Regions from separate parts of the Pan troglodytes genome. Here all the other regions are linked to region 4. A link is a contact called in public Hi-C and HiChIP or PLAC-seq data. All regions are on one chromosome and are shown on one strand. Each heading gives the region's core, a stretch centred on a gene start, on an enhancer-like site or on the middle of the called end of the contact. The rest is flanking DNA. Distances are from core to core; before and after follow the strand shown. Region 1 has its middle 130 kb from the start of RAI14. Region 2 overlaps RAI14 (retinoic acid induced 14). Region 3 holds the start of TTC23L (tetratricopeptide repeat domain 23 like). Region 4 holds the start of RAI14 (retinoic acid induced 14).

Region 1 (2,700 bases), core at 57-2,556, 130 kb after region 4:
ACTCAGCTGTAATATGTCTGTGATCAATGTTTTCATCGATATGTAATGCTTATATGCAACCTTAGCACCACTTCTTGTTTGAAGGTCTTGAGACCATTATTCATTTGAAGAGGTCAATACTTATATGACAATATCTTATATGATAGCTAAAATGGTTTGTTTTTGCAGTTACCAGATATGACAACTTAAGACAACATAGTCTGATGGTGGCCTGGGGCCAAATCAGAAATATCTGTTGGGACACACTCCTAGGCTATGAGTGACTCATAATCACTTTCATTGGCCTTGCTGTAGGCTCAGCCACATATGACCTGCTATGTCTCAGAGAAACTTCTCTCCTTTCTCTTCCAAAATAAATCTCAAAACACCCAACACTCTATGTAAGTAAAGCTATTCAGAGCTTTGCAACTCTCTAGCATGGCATCAGATCCTGTAGAAAGTTATAGGAGATACCCTGGGGATTGAAGATGCTGCACCACCTCATTACAAAAGCTTGAGTGCATCTGACTCTCTGGGTCTCCCTTGCTAGCACAAACCACTCAAGAAATATGTGGCTATGAAAATCTACGATCAATGCTGGCATCATTATATTTGATTATTTCTTGGTGTGTGAATATATATAAACACTATATGCTGAGTGTTCCCCATCTTAGGCATTTATTTTGTAAAGTGATTATATTTGTATTTCCTTCATCTCTCACCAGGCAGACAAACTCAGTTTTAAATATATATTAAATCAAATGAAGAAGACCTATAAAAAACACATCCATCAGAATAGATTAGCGTCTACAACATTGTGCTGTAACATGGTTTTTTCAGTGTGAATCTTGCTTCGAAAGTAAAATGTTGGAAAGCTTTGTTTAAATCTACCAAGCAGGAAAACCAAATGAATACAAAACAAAATCTCAGCTGGCCAATTGTTTCAGACCCAAGACCTGTTCTATTTATTCTTTTTGTAAGAAATAGTTGCCTGGAATATCATTTCTATGGCAGAAATAGTGTCAAGTTCCTAAGGAGAAGAAGTAGGAGGAAGCTCTAAGTGTAAACACCCAAACAGTGGAAGGAAAACCACACATCACTTACTTTGAAAACAGTAGCTGCTTGGGGCCATGATTTTGACGAATCATAATGAGCACTCACAAGTTGATTTAATATTAAAATGCATCCAAGCAGACTTTGAAACTATAATTCTCTGACAGTGGATGGACTGATGAAACTCACCAGGAAGGCCAGTTACTCAGGCCTGCGATGTCTTCGGTTATTGAAGACATGTGATTGCCACCTAGCGGCCAACATTAACTTCACCTAGAAGGTCGAGCAATTCTGCAGCCCACTTTGCCCAATGCATAAGGACAACAGTAACAGTCTTTGTCAGTACTCAATTCAAATTCCTTAACATTTCCTCTTTTATCACATCTCTTTGTTCTGTGTAAGTCACCTGTTTACCATCTCTAAGACCAAACATTTTCCTTCACTCCATGTCATTAGTCCCAGAGAGCCTAAGAACCTATCTGCAAAATTCCCTCCATAGTTCTCATTCCATTTCCTTTTTTTTAAACCACAGTTGTTCTGTTGGTAAGAAGAAGGGCTCCTGCCTTCATTTTCTCCACCCAGCTTCTTCCACTTTCTCTCCTATTTCACGTCACAAGATACAAGGGTGTCTTGAGAGAGAGGCCTCTGAAAGAAAGCTTGGTAAGGACAACTGAAAAGCTGAGAACAATAGTGTCAGAGGCTTTTGAACCAGAGCAACTCCATCTTGAAGAGGGGCTGGGTGAAATAAGGCTGAAACCTGCTGGGCTACATTCCCAGGCAGTTAGGCATTCTAAGTCACAGGATGAGACAGGAGGTCAGCACAAGGTACAGGTCATAAAGACCTTGCTGATAAAACAGGTTGCAGTAAAGAAGCCGACTAAAACCCACCGAAACCAAGATGGTGGCGAGAGTGACCTCTGGCCATCCTCACTGCTACACTCTCACCAGCGCATGACAGTTTATAAATGCCATGGCAACGACAGGAAGTTACCCGATAAGGTCTAAAAAGGGGACGCATGAATAATCCACCCCTTGTTCAGCATATCATCAAGAAATAACCATAAAAATGGGCAACCAGCAGCCCTCGGGGCTGCTCTGCCTATGGAGTAGCCATTCTTTTATTCCTTCACTTTCCCAATAAACTTGCTTTCACTTTATGGACTCACCCTGAATTCTTTCTTGCACAAGATTCAAGAACTCTCGCTTGGGGTCTGGATCCAGACCCCTTTCCGGTAACAGCAACACTCCTGTTACTTCACCAAGGAATTATAAGTAAATATTTCTATGTTACCAAGACTGACAAAGTTCAAAAATAATAATGCTGATAATACAGCTGTTTGTGGTGAAAATAAGTGGAAAATGTGTTGGCCAAGCTGGTCTGAACTTCTGACCTCAGGTGATCCGCGCCTCAGCCTCCCAAAGTGCTGGGATCACAGGCATGAGCCACCGCACCCAGACCTAGTTTAGTCTTTGTGTTGACAAAGCACAAAGATGAAACTAGTTGCCATGCCCCTCCTTCACCACACCTGGACCTGCTCTAACCTCCTCTCTGCCCTGGTCTGAGCCTTGGATCCTATCACCTTGGCTCCCTTGCCTTGGTTTCTTGTTAGGTAGAATCAGTGCCAGGCTCCATCAGGAGAATGGAGGGCAGGAGGAAAGATAATTAGG
Region 2 (2,700 bases), core at 34-2,533, 160 kb before region 4:
GATTTCTTCAAGAACGTAGATGTGTAAATAAATAAACAACCAAACATATACTGTTCATCAAAAAAACAGATAGTGACAATATATTTTTAGAAAAAACTACACAATAACAGGGCAAACTCAATTTCTACTTTGTGTAACACCACATGACATTCTAGAAAAACCCTAATTAAAAGAAAAGGCTAAATTCTCTTATTTTCATTAAATAGCTAACATTTTCTGGCTGTAGCTCTGTAGCCCATGTGATATTACAAGTATTTAAAACAGTGTTATTCAGTCACAGAGTTTAAGCCACATCAAACATTTTCACACCAATAGGAAGTATGAGTTAGTACATTTCAGAAAAAGATGAACATATAAGTAGCAAGTTTAAAGTTACATGCTTTTGAAATAAAGCAAATTATTAAGGAAACCTTTACCACCTTTTTTTTTTGAGAAGGAGTTTCACTCTTGTTGCCCAGGATGGAGTGCAATCGTGCAATCTCAGCTCACCGCAACCTCCGCCTCCCGGGTTCAAGTGATTCTCCTGCCTCAGCCTCCCGAGCAGCTGGGATTACAGGCATGCACCACCATGCCCGGCTAATTTTGTAATTGTAGTAGAGGCGGGGTTTCTCCATGTTGGTCAGGGTGGTCTTGAACTCCCGACCTCAGGTGATCCACCAGCCTCGGCCTCCCAAAGTGCTGGGATTACAGGCGTGAGCCACCGGCCCAGCCCGGCAACCTTTAACACCTTATAACAATGACTTATTTATTCAAAGATATTTCAGTCCCTAAGTATTTTCAATATAGTCTTTATTACTTTACTAGTGGACCAGAGTGGTTAAATCTGAACATTTTTAAATTCCCACAAGCATAAATGAAACATAGAAGCCTCCCCCAAAGATAAATACCTGCTTTGGTTTTGTTGGGGTCTTTAAATCTATAGAGGAAAAAGTGAAAAAAAGAACTATAAGAAGCATAATGATTCATATTCACTTTGGGTGGGGGGATACACACACATACACCATATACAATATTTTTTAACACTCCATTTTTTTTCAAGAATATGTTTAAAAGAATAATAAAATATATCATATTGCACACATTCCTTTATCCTTTGGGGAAAATGGAGTGGATAAACTTAAAACAACATTGGCTATTTTCTTTTACATACCAGCATCCTGAGAGATTTTTGATAATAGAAGGCTTTGAATTCCTGCATTTTCTGAGAGTTTGGAATAATGTAAGGCATTGTATCCAAGAGAATCTACAAGGTTTAGGTCTGCACCCTTTTTAATTAAGGCTTCCACAGCGTTAGAGCTGCCAATCTCGCAGGCCAGCATGAGAGCAGTTCTAAAGGAAAAAAGAGACACAAAATTAGTACTAAGAGAATGTAAAAAGTCTTTCTTGGGAAATCAGTTGTCTTAAAAAAAGAGAAAAGAAGATTAAGTGCAGTTAAACCTTTATTACACTTAATCTTCAGGGAATTCGAAGTGGAATGCAATCAAGATGAAATTAGGTGTTTTTTTTTTTTTTAAACTTCAGATTAAATCAAAACATTAAACCACATTTTGTCAAACAACACAATCTTCTATACTATTTGGCATAATATGATGGGATTTAATATGACTGGCATGAATCTTATCCTTGTTTTACCTCAAGCATTTTAAATAACATATATATTTCTAAGACCATTTCTCCAAAACAACCAATAGGTTTGTTTTATTTTGCATAGAAAGTCACAGGAAATTGTTTATTCACATTAGCATTTAATAGTCTCCTCACAGACTTAGCCAGCAATGATGTCCACAGATGTCTGGGGAAAATTGCTTTAAAGTCAACATAGATTCTTGATTATCAGAAACAGTAGAACTTTAAAAAGGTAAGAAGTTAAAAATCCCTTATAACAAATGATCCAAAATATAGCTGTGATATTTTGAAATACTCTCAGAATGTGGGTATCACTGAAGTCACATGATTTCTGCCTAATTCTGGAGTACCTTCCACTTTTGTTCCTGGAATTGACATCTGCTCCATGATCCAGGAGAAAGTGACAGATCTCACTGTGACCATTTTGTACAGCAAGAAGCAGCGGTATATTCCCATCCTAGGAGACAAATTCAGATTTAGATTTTACCTCAGGCACAAAATGCCAGAATTGCAAAAGTCAGCCCCTGTTTTTTGCACGTTTTTCTCCTGACTTGGACTGCTGACTGCTGATCTAATATCTGGTCCAACCTGATATTCTGTACCCCTATAGAGTCACGATTGTATGTTGGCACAACTCTTGTTATGGAATTTTACTGAATGCTAGCTTTTACATAGGAGCTCCAGCTTCTTGCGGCTGCTTATGCCCTTGGCTATCACTGTTTGGGTGATTGTGAGAGAGGACAGAACACAAAGTGTGTAAAGGCTCAAGGCAAGTGTACTGGGTATACTGAGGGACGGTGCTGGAGAAAGGAAGGGCGTGTCTCCGCACGACACCAGAAGATCCCACTGCCCTGTAGGCAGCTTATTCCCAGTGCACTAATCATTATATATCCTGCCATTCCACTTTTACCAGAAAGTGTACCCTTTAGTAATCTTGCTATGTATCAAAATATAACATAAATTAAGAGCCTACGTCTGTTACTAACACATGACTAGATAAAGAAATGGATAGAAAGAATAATTATGTCATGACAATTGCAACCCCTTTGGGAAAAAGGAAATCTAGGTCTCCAA
Region 3 (2,700 bases), core at 6-2,505, 180 kb before region 4:
TTTTGCAGGTCTGACGGCGTGATGGATTTAAGCAAAGCAACCAACTCTCAGTGGTAAACGAAGCACAGCCAGTGTATTGGTTAATTCTGCCTTTTTTTTTCCCCCTGGGGTCATTTCACTAATTAATAGCAGATTCTAGTAAAGGGGTCACAAGGCGGGTACAGAGGCTCACGCCTGTAATCCCAGCACTGTGGGAAGCCGAGGCGGGTGGATCACCCGAGTTCAGGAGTTCGAGACCAGCCTGGCCAACAGGGTGAAACCCCGTCTCTACTAAAAATACAAAATATAGTCGGCTGTGGTGGTGCACGCCTGTAGTTCCAGCTACTCTGGAGGTTGAGGCAGGAGAATCGCTTGAACCCGGGAGGCGGAGATTGCGCCACTGCACTCCAGCCTGGGCGACAGAGCGAGACTCCGTCTCAAAATAAAACAATAAAATGAAATTCATGTGTCTGTTTTAGTTGTTGCTGTTAGATGATGGGGGAAACCTCGGAAGCACATGACGAAAAATGTGATTTCTAAATACAGTATTTGTGAAATTCAACTCTCAAGGAAGGCTATGCCAGTCGCTTAAATCAAATCCAAATCGAACGCAGTTACTTATTGAATGTTAACATCCACCAAGTCGCCTCTCTTTTCACCCTCCAGAATCACTAATTCCCGCCGAGCCCTGAGAGGCTTTCTGATCCAGGCTCCAGAGCATCCATTATCCGAAAATCAGAAAGGGAGACTCACTAATTCCTCTCTTTAACCTCCACTTTAAACACTATGCCCACAACAAGGAGTTCTGATCTCTCAAACTCCCGGACTCTGTTCCTATGACGTTCCGCACCGCCCTGAACCCCTCAGGGACGAATCGCTCCTCTTTTCCCGCTGTGGTTCCGCGGCAAATCTGTAAGCCCTGACTCCGCAGGTCGAGCTCTGAGAGCCTCTCTGCCGCGGAGGCTCTAAGAGAACGCGCGAGTGCGCAAGGCGCACCTGGCTCAAGGCGGGGCAACCACGCCCCGGAACCAGCCTCCCAGCTCCCTGAGCCCGACTGCGCTGCTTCCTCCCGCTGCGTCGGCCTCCTGACCCTGGCGCACCTCGGTCCGGGCGCCAAAGCGGTGCCTCGCGAAAGCTGCACAGCCTGCGAGGTCCCCAGTTACCTTCCGCGACCCGGGTCCGGCCCAGGAGACAATACCGTTGCCATGGGAACGGAACGCTACGGGTTCTGCTGGGAGCGCCTGTAGCCATGGCGACGCGGGGCACTTCCGGTTCGGAGAGTCCCTGTTGGCTGGCGCCTACAGCAGCTCTTGCCTTACCCTCCGCTTTCCCGTCACCGCAGGTTAGACGGGCACGGCCTCCGGCTCGCCCCAAAATTGGCGTCTGCATATTGTATCTCACGAGACCTTACCCCTCGGAGGTGAAGGCGTAGGAAGAGAAGATACATTCCGTCCAAGGATGGAAGGGAGCGCCGGGCCCCACGGCCCTACTTATTTAAAGCTGCGACGTGTGCGGGCTGTATTCGGCGACGATCCCTGGCCACGGTGCACCCCCACAGCTCCTCGGGAGTTTTGTTTTTATGGACCCCAGAGGAAAGGCTTAGATATGGCTGTTGACTGTGCTGGCACCGTCTGTGTTACCCAGTAAGATTGGAGCTAGGCATGGTTAGGAAAGCTGATTGCAGGAAGAGAGTAGGGTAAGAAATCGACTACTAGATCTGCTAATGGTTAGCTGTTCATTATTTATTTAGCACTTAGCCCTAAATAATGCAGCCATATCTTACCCCTTCGTTGGCATGGAATACACAGTGTGTGTAATACACACAAGGTGCAGAGGCAATTGTGGCCATACCCAAACAAACAGCGCCAGCTCTTGCAACGCTATGTTGAAGGATGTTATTATGAACCCTATCATAGACTAGGCCCATGGCAAGTCAAGTTGGAGTGAATGTGTCCCAGTTGTTTTCAGAAAAGAGCAGACTAGGTAGAGAGACAAGGAGAACACTGAGAATGTGAAAGATGGTGTTTACGTTTGATGTTTGTTATTTCCAGCTCTAGGCTGGAAGTTTAATTGCCATTGATCCAAGACTGCCAAGAAAGCCTTTTTGGAGTTAGGTTGGAGGAGTTATTTAAATGAGTTTTCTTGAATATCTCTTAAGTAAAACCTGTATGGTCTGTTAACTCAAGATTTAAATCTGTACTTTCGAGCTCCATAGTCACAATTTTGGAAAGATTCCCCCACTTTATTCTTTTTCCTAAGAAAACTCTCAGCATGGAACAATGATGACAGCAATGAACCTGATTTCAGAATGTCAAGGTTCTGGTTTTGACTCTGTAGCCTGGGCCGAGTCACGGCCAGTGGGTCCCAATTTTCTTGCCTATACGGTGAAGGTTTTTGTACCACTTGCTTTCTGAAGGGCCTTCTGGTTCCAGGTTTCTGTAAGGGGTAAACGATTTTTGTGACTCTATGAACAGTATTTAACATGTATGGGAGTAAAAAGGAAGAACCTGTTTCCTGTTCTCCAACATTTATTTCTTTTACCCCTTGTTAAGTTGGTCATCAAATTGAAAGGTTTTAATGTTCTTTCATTCTAGGAAATGGCTGTGAGATTGTTTCTAAGTATATTAAAGGTAATGTCTCTTTTCTAAACCTTTGCTTTTGCTGATAATTGTGAAGAGAAGAACCAGAACAGGCACTGAATTCCCATTCCTAAAGCCAACG
Region 4 (2,700 bases), core at 57-2,556:
TCTCCTCTCCCGGAAGGAAGACGGAATCCCACCCCGATCATGCGTGAGCTGCGGCGAAGAGAAGCCGCTGGTCCCGAGGCGAGGGGCCTCGAGTCCGCAGATTCCCCTCAACATTTCTGGGAGTAAAGTTGGGCTTAGCTGGGCTCCTGGCAAATAAAGAGGAGCCTGGAAAGACAGCCATGCTCAGGCCCCCGTGAGGCCACTTCGGACTCCTCCACGCTGTGCTGGGCTGTATCTGCCTTAATTCCCCGTCTGCTGCTTCTCCAGGCTCTGAGCCCCCTCCACAAAAGGGGGATGCGAAACTCAAAGGAGTTAGGATGTCAACCCTGCAAACCGCAGAAACTAAACCGAGGACACCAACCTGCCCAAGAAGGCAGCGAAGGTGGTTGAGGACGACACCCCACCCCCTCACCCCCCACCAGGCAGGGGTCGCGGGAGATGGCGGGCGCCTTTCTGGTGGCTCCACGTCCTCCTTACTCCCGAAGTCCCGGCGGCCCCGATTCTGCCCCAACTCCAGCATCCGTTCTCCCCGAGCTGCGGCGGGGAAAACAAGGTAGGGGGCAGGAGCAGGCCCGGAGGGGTCTCGCCCCCGTCCTTGGGCCGGCCGAGGGGCTCCCTGGAGTCAGAGGAGGAACAATAGCGGACCCCGCATCCTGGGAGCCACCCGGAGTCTCCCGCTCGCATCTCCCTCCCCACCTCCTCCAAGTTCAGCCGGGAGGCGGATTGGGCTCAGCAGCACCGACGCGGGGGCAGCGAGGCGCCGCGCGGGGCGAAGCAGGTGGGACCCGGCGCAGACTCCAGGGTGCACCTCCAGGTCTGCTCATTCATTCCCACCCGCGCTCCCTCCGCCGCGGCCCCTGCCCCGCGCCCCGCCCCAGCCGGCCTGCGAGTCGCGGAGGACCCGGGAAGAACCCTTCTCCTAACTTGGCCGGGTCCTCCCGCTCTACCCTCATCTCCACCTTCCTCTCCTTCCTCTTGTCCCCAGATCTGCTCTCCGCAGACAGTGAGTGGGCTGCCGGCGGTGGACCAGGGAGAGGTGGCGGGACCCCGGCTGCAGCCCGCTCAGCCGCTCCGCCCGGGCGCCGTCCCCAGCGCCTCCCGCGCCCGAGCTCCAGACACAAAGGCGGGGACACGAGCCCGGGACCCCGCGCCGGGAGCCTCCCAACTCAGTGCCGCGCACTCACCCCATCGAGGCGGCGGCGGCGCTCCCCGGACCCAGCTGGCTGCTCCACCCCGCCCGCCGCTTCCCCAGGAAAACGCGGCCGCCGGGCTCGCTTCCTGCTCGGCTTCCTGCGCCGCAGTCCCTCCTCCTCCCCCGCTGCGGGGGTCAGTGGGCGCCGAGCTCCCGGGCTAGGCCGGCGGGGCGGGGGCAGCGGCAGCACCACCACGTGGCCGCCGGGCGCCGGCCCCCGCCGACCTGGATCCAGTGGGAGCGGGAAGGGAGGCGCTAACCATTCCCCTCCCATTCCACCCCGCGCGGCCCCAAATTCCGCGAGTCAGGTGACCCGGCCCCGGGCTCTGGCCGGGACCTGCGGGGGGTGCTCCCCGCCCTCCAGCCCCCGGCGCATCCTCCGGGCCCGCGCGTCCCGGCTGTTCGTGGCTTGCTTTTAGTCTCCAGGGATCGTGGGACCCTTCTCCGCGGATCTGTTTCATCCTCTTAACCTGAAGTTAGTGGAAGCCCCCCACGCTCTGACCCCTGGGTTTAGGACGGATGAGATACTGCTTATTTCTGATTAACTTCCAAAGTCGTTTGTGGTAGTGGCGAGTGTTTCAAAGTCACGGATCCAAGCCCCTTCTGACCAGAATCTAAAAGGTTGTTTTCCAAAATCATTGAACAGAAAGTAAAGTGGAATGTGCTCACGTTCTCCGGACTGAACCAATTGGTTGAAGTGACTGTTTTCTAGCACTCATTGGGTGGCAAGGCAAGACTACCACCGTTCAGTGTTGTTCTGCTGAGGAGTTAGAAAGAAGAAACCTACAGCCTGAACTGACAGGCGAGATTGCGCATGGGAACGCCTTCAAAATAGTGTGTGAGAAGCCACGGGGTACAGGCTCACTGCCGCAGGTCCCCGACAGCTTCTCTCCCTATCCCAGCCCACTAAGGCCCGACCTTTGAATTACGATGGACTCCACCATTAATTCCAAGGATTTCAAAGCTCTCTATCTACCCACTCATCTAATTTGGGCTGGCTTTTCCATGCATTCTAGTCATGCTAACCAGCTGTGACTTCAGTTCTGTTCACCTAAGCTCCTCCCTTCTCCTCGTTAGCTCTGCCTCCTTTGCTCAGGGAAGAAAGCTTTCTAGAATAAATAACGTATTGAGTTCCTTCTGGGATCTACTGTAAGTCAATTGAACTTAAGAGGGAAAAAAGGTCGATTCCAACAAAATTGAAATTCACCCTAACAGCTCAGTTTATAACGTGTCAGCTACATACTAACATTTATATGGCAGATTTTACCTGTTCCCTCCCCCCGCCCCATCCCCCTTTCCTTCCTCCCTCTCCCTACTAGGGAAGAGCCTATCTCCCCTTTAACAGTTGAACTTGACAAACAAGCATCAAAAGCCTTGTAACTAGCTGCAGGGTCTTCACTTCCTACCATTATACAGCAAAAGTTCCTTAGCCAAGTGAGGAACAGCTAAAGCAAGATGTACACTCCTCTTCCTGTCCTTTATCCCTCTCAAAGTCACACTGTAAAAGA

The links. A called contact is a pair of places that touch in the nucleus more often than the background predicts. HiChIP or PLAC-seq counts read pairs in DNA pulled down with a chosen protein or histone mark.
Region 1: a Hi-C map of stem cell-derived neural progenitor cells shows a contact between it and region 4, with 4 times the contacts expected there. The contact joins the enhancer-like site here to the promoter of RAI14 in region 4. A contact is called at or near these places in 2 of 7 Hi-C or Micro-C datasets (blood and stem cell-derived neural progenitor cells), 1 of 1 datasets of contacts at active chromatin or transcription factors (stem cell-derived excitatory neurons) and 1 of 1 other capture datasets (stem cell-derived neural stem cells).
Region 2: a contact with region 4 is called in a Hi-C map of stem cell-derived neural progenitor cells, with 2.7 times the contacts expected there. The contact joins the enhancer-like site here to the promoter of RAI14 in region 4. A contact is called at or near these places in 1 of 7 Hi-C or Micro-C datasets (stem cell-derived neural progenitor cells) and 1 of 1 datasets of contacts at active chromatin or transcription factors (stem cell-derived excitatory neurons).
Region 3: an H3K4me3 HiChIP or PLAC-seq map of stem cell-derived excitatory neurons shows a contact between it and region 4, with 4 times the contacts expected there. The contact joins the promoter of TTC23L here to the promoter of RAI14 in region 4. A contact is called at or near these places in 2 of 7 Hi-C or Micro-C datasets (induced pluripotent stem cells and stem cell-derived neural progenitor cells) and 1 of 1 datasets of contacts at active chromatin or transcription factors (stem cell-derived excitatory neurons).

Annotation. Positions count from the first base shown.
Region 1 is chr4:78,264,900-78,267,599 of NHGRI_mPanTro3-v2.0_pri, forward strand. No RefSeq gene overlaps it. Among named protein-coding and RNA genes, the nearest start is that of RAI14, 130 kb to the left of the region's middle. Within about 2 kb of position 1,307, at least 4 of the 24 cell types and tissues checked have an H3K27ac peak or open chromatin away from gene starts, as enhancers often do. A contact at or near this core is called in stem cell-derived neural progenitor cells, where this site is marked.
Region 2 is chr4:77,976,783-77,979,482 of NHGRI_mPanTro3-v2.0_pri, forward strand. RAI14 (retinoic acid induced 14) reads right to left here. Exons shown (of 17, transcript XM_016953458.3): 8 at 1,977-2,083; 9 at 1,151-1,329; 10 at 888-916. Among named protein-coding and RNA genes, the nearest start is that of TTC23L, 27 kb to the left of the region's middle. Within about 2 kb of position 1,284, at least 5 of the 24 cell types and tissues checked have an H3K27ac peak or open chromatin away from gene starts, as enhancers often do. A contact at or near this core is called in stem cell-derived neural progenitor cells, where this site is marked.
Region 3 is chr4:77,949,574-77,952,273 of NHGRI_mPanTro3-v2.0_pri, forward strand. TTC23L (tetratricopeptide repeat domain 23 like) reads right to left here and starts at 1,256. Exons shown (of 11, transcript XR_001717770.4): 1 at 1,143-1,256.
Region 4 is chr4:78,132,731-78,135,430 of NHGRI_mPanTro3-v2.0_pri, forward strand. It overlaps RAI14 (retinoic acid induced 14), which reads right to left and starts at 1,307. Exons shown (of 17, transcript XM_016953458.3): 1 at 1,185-1,307.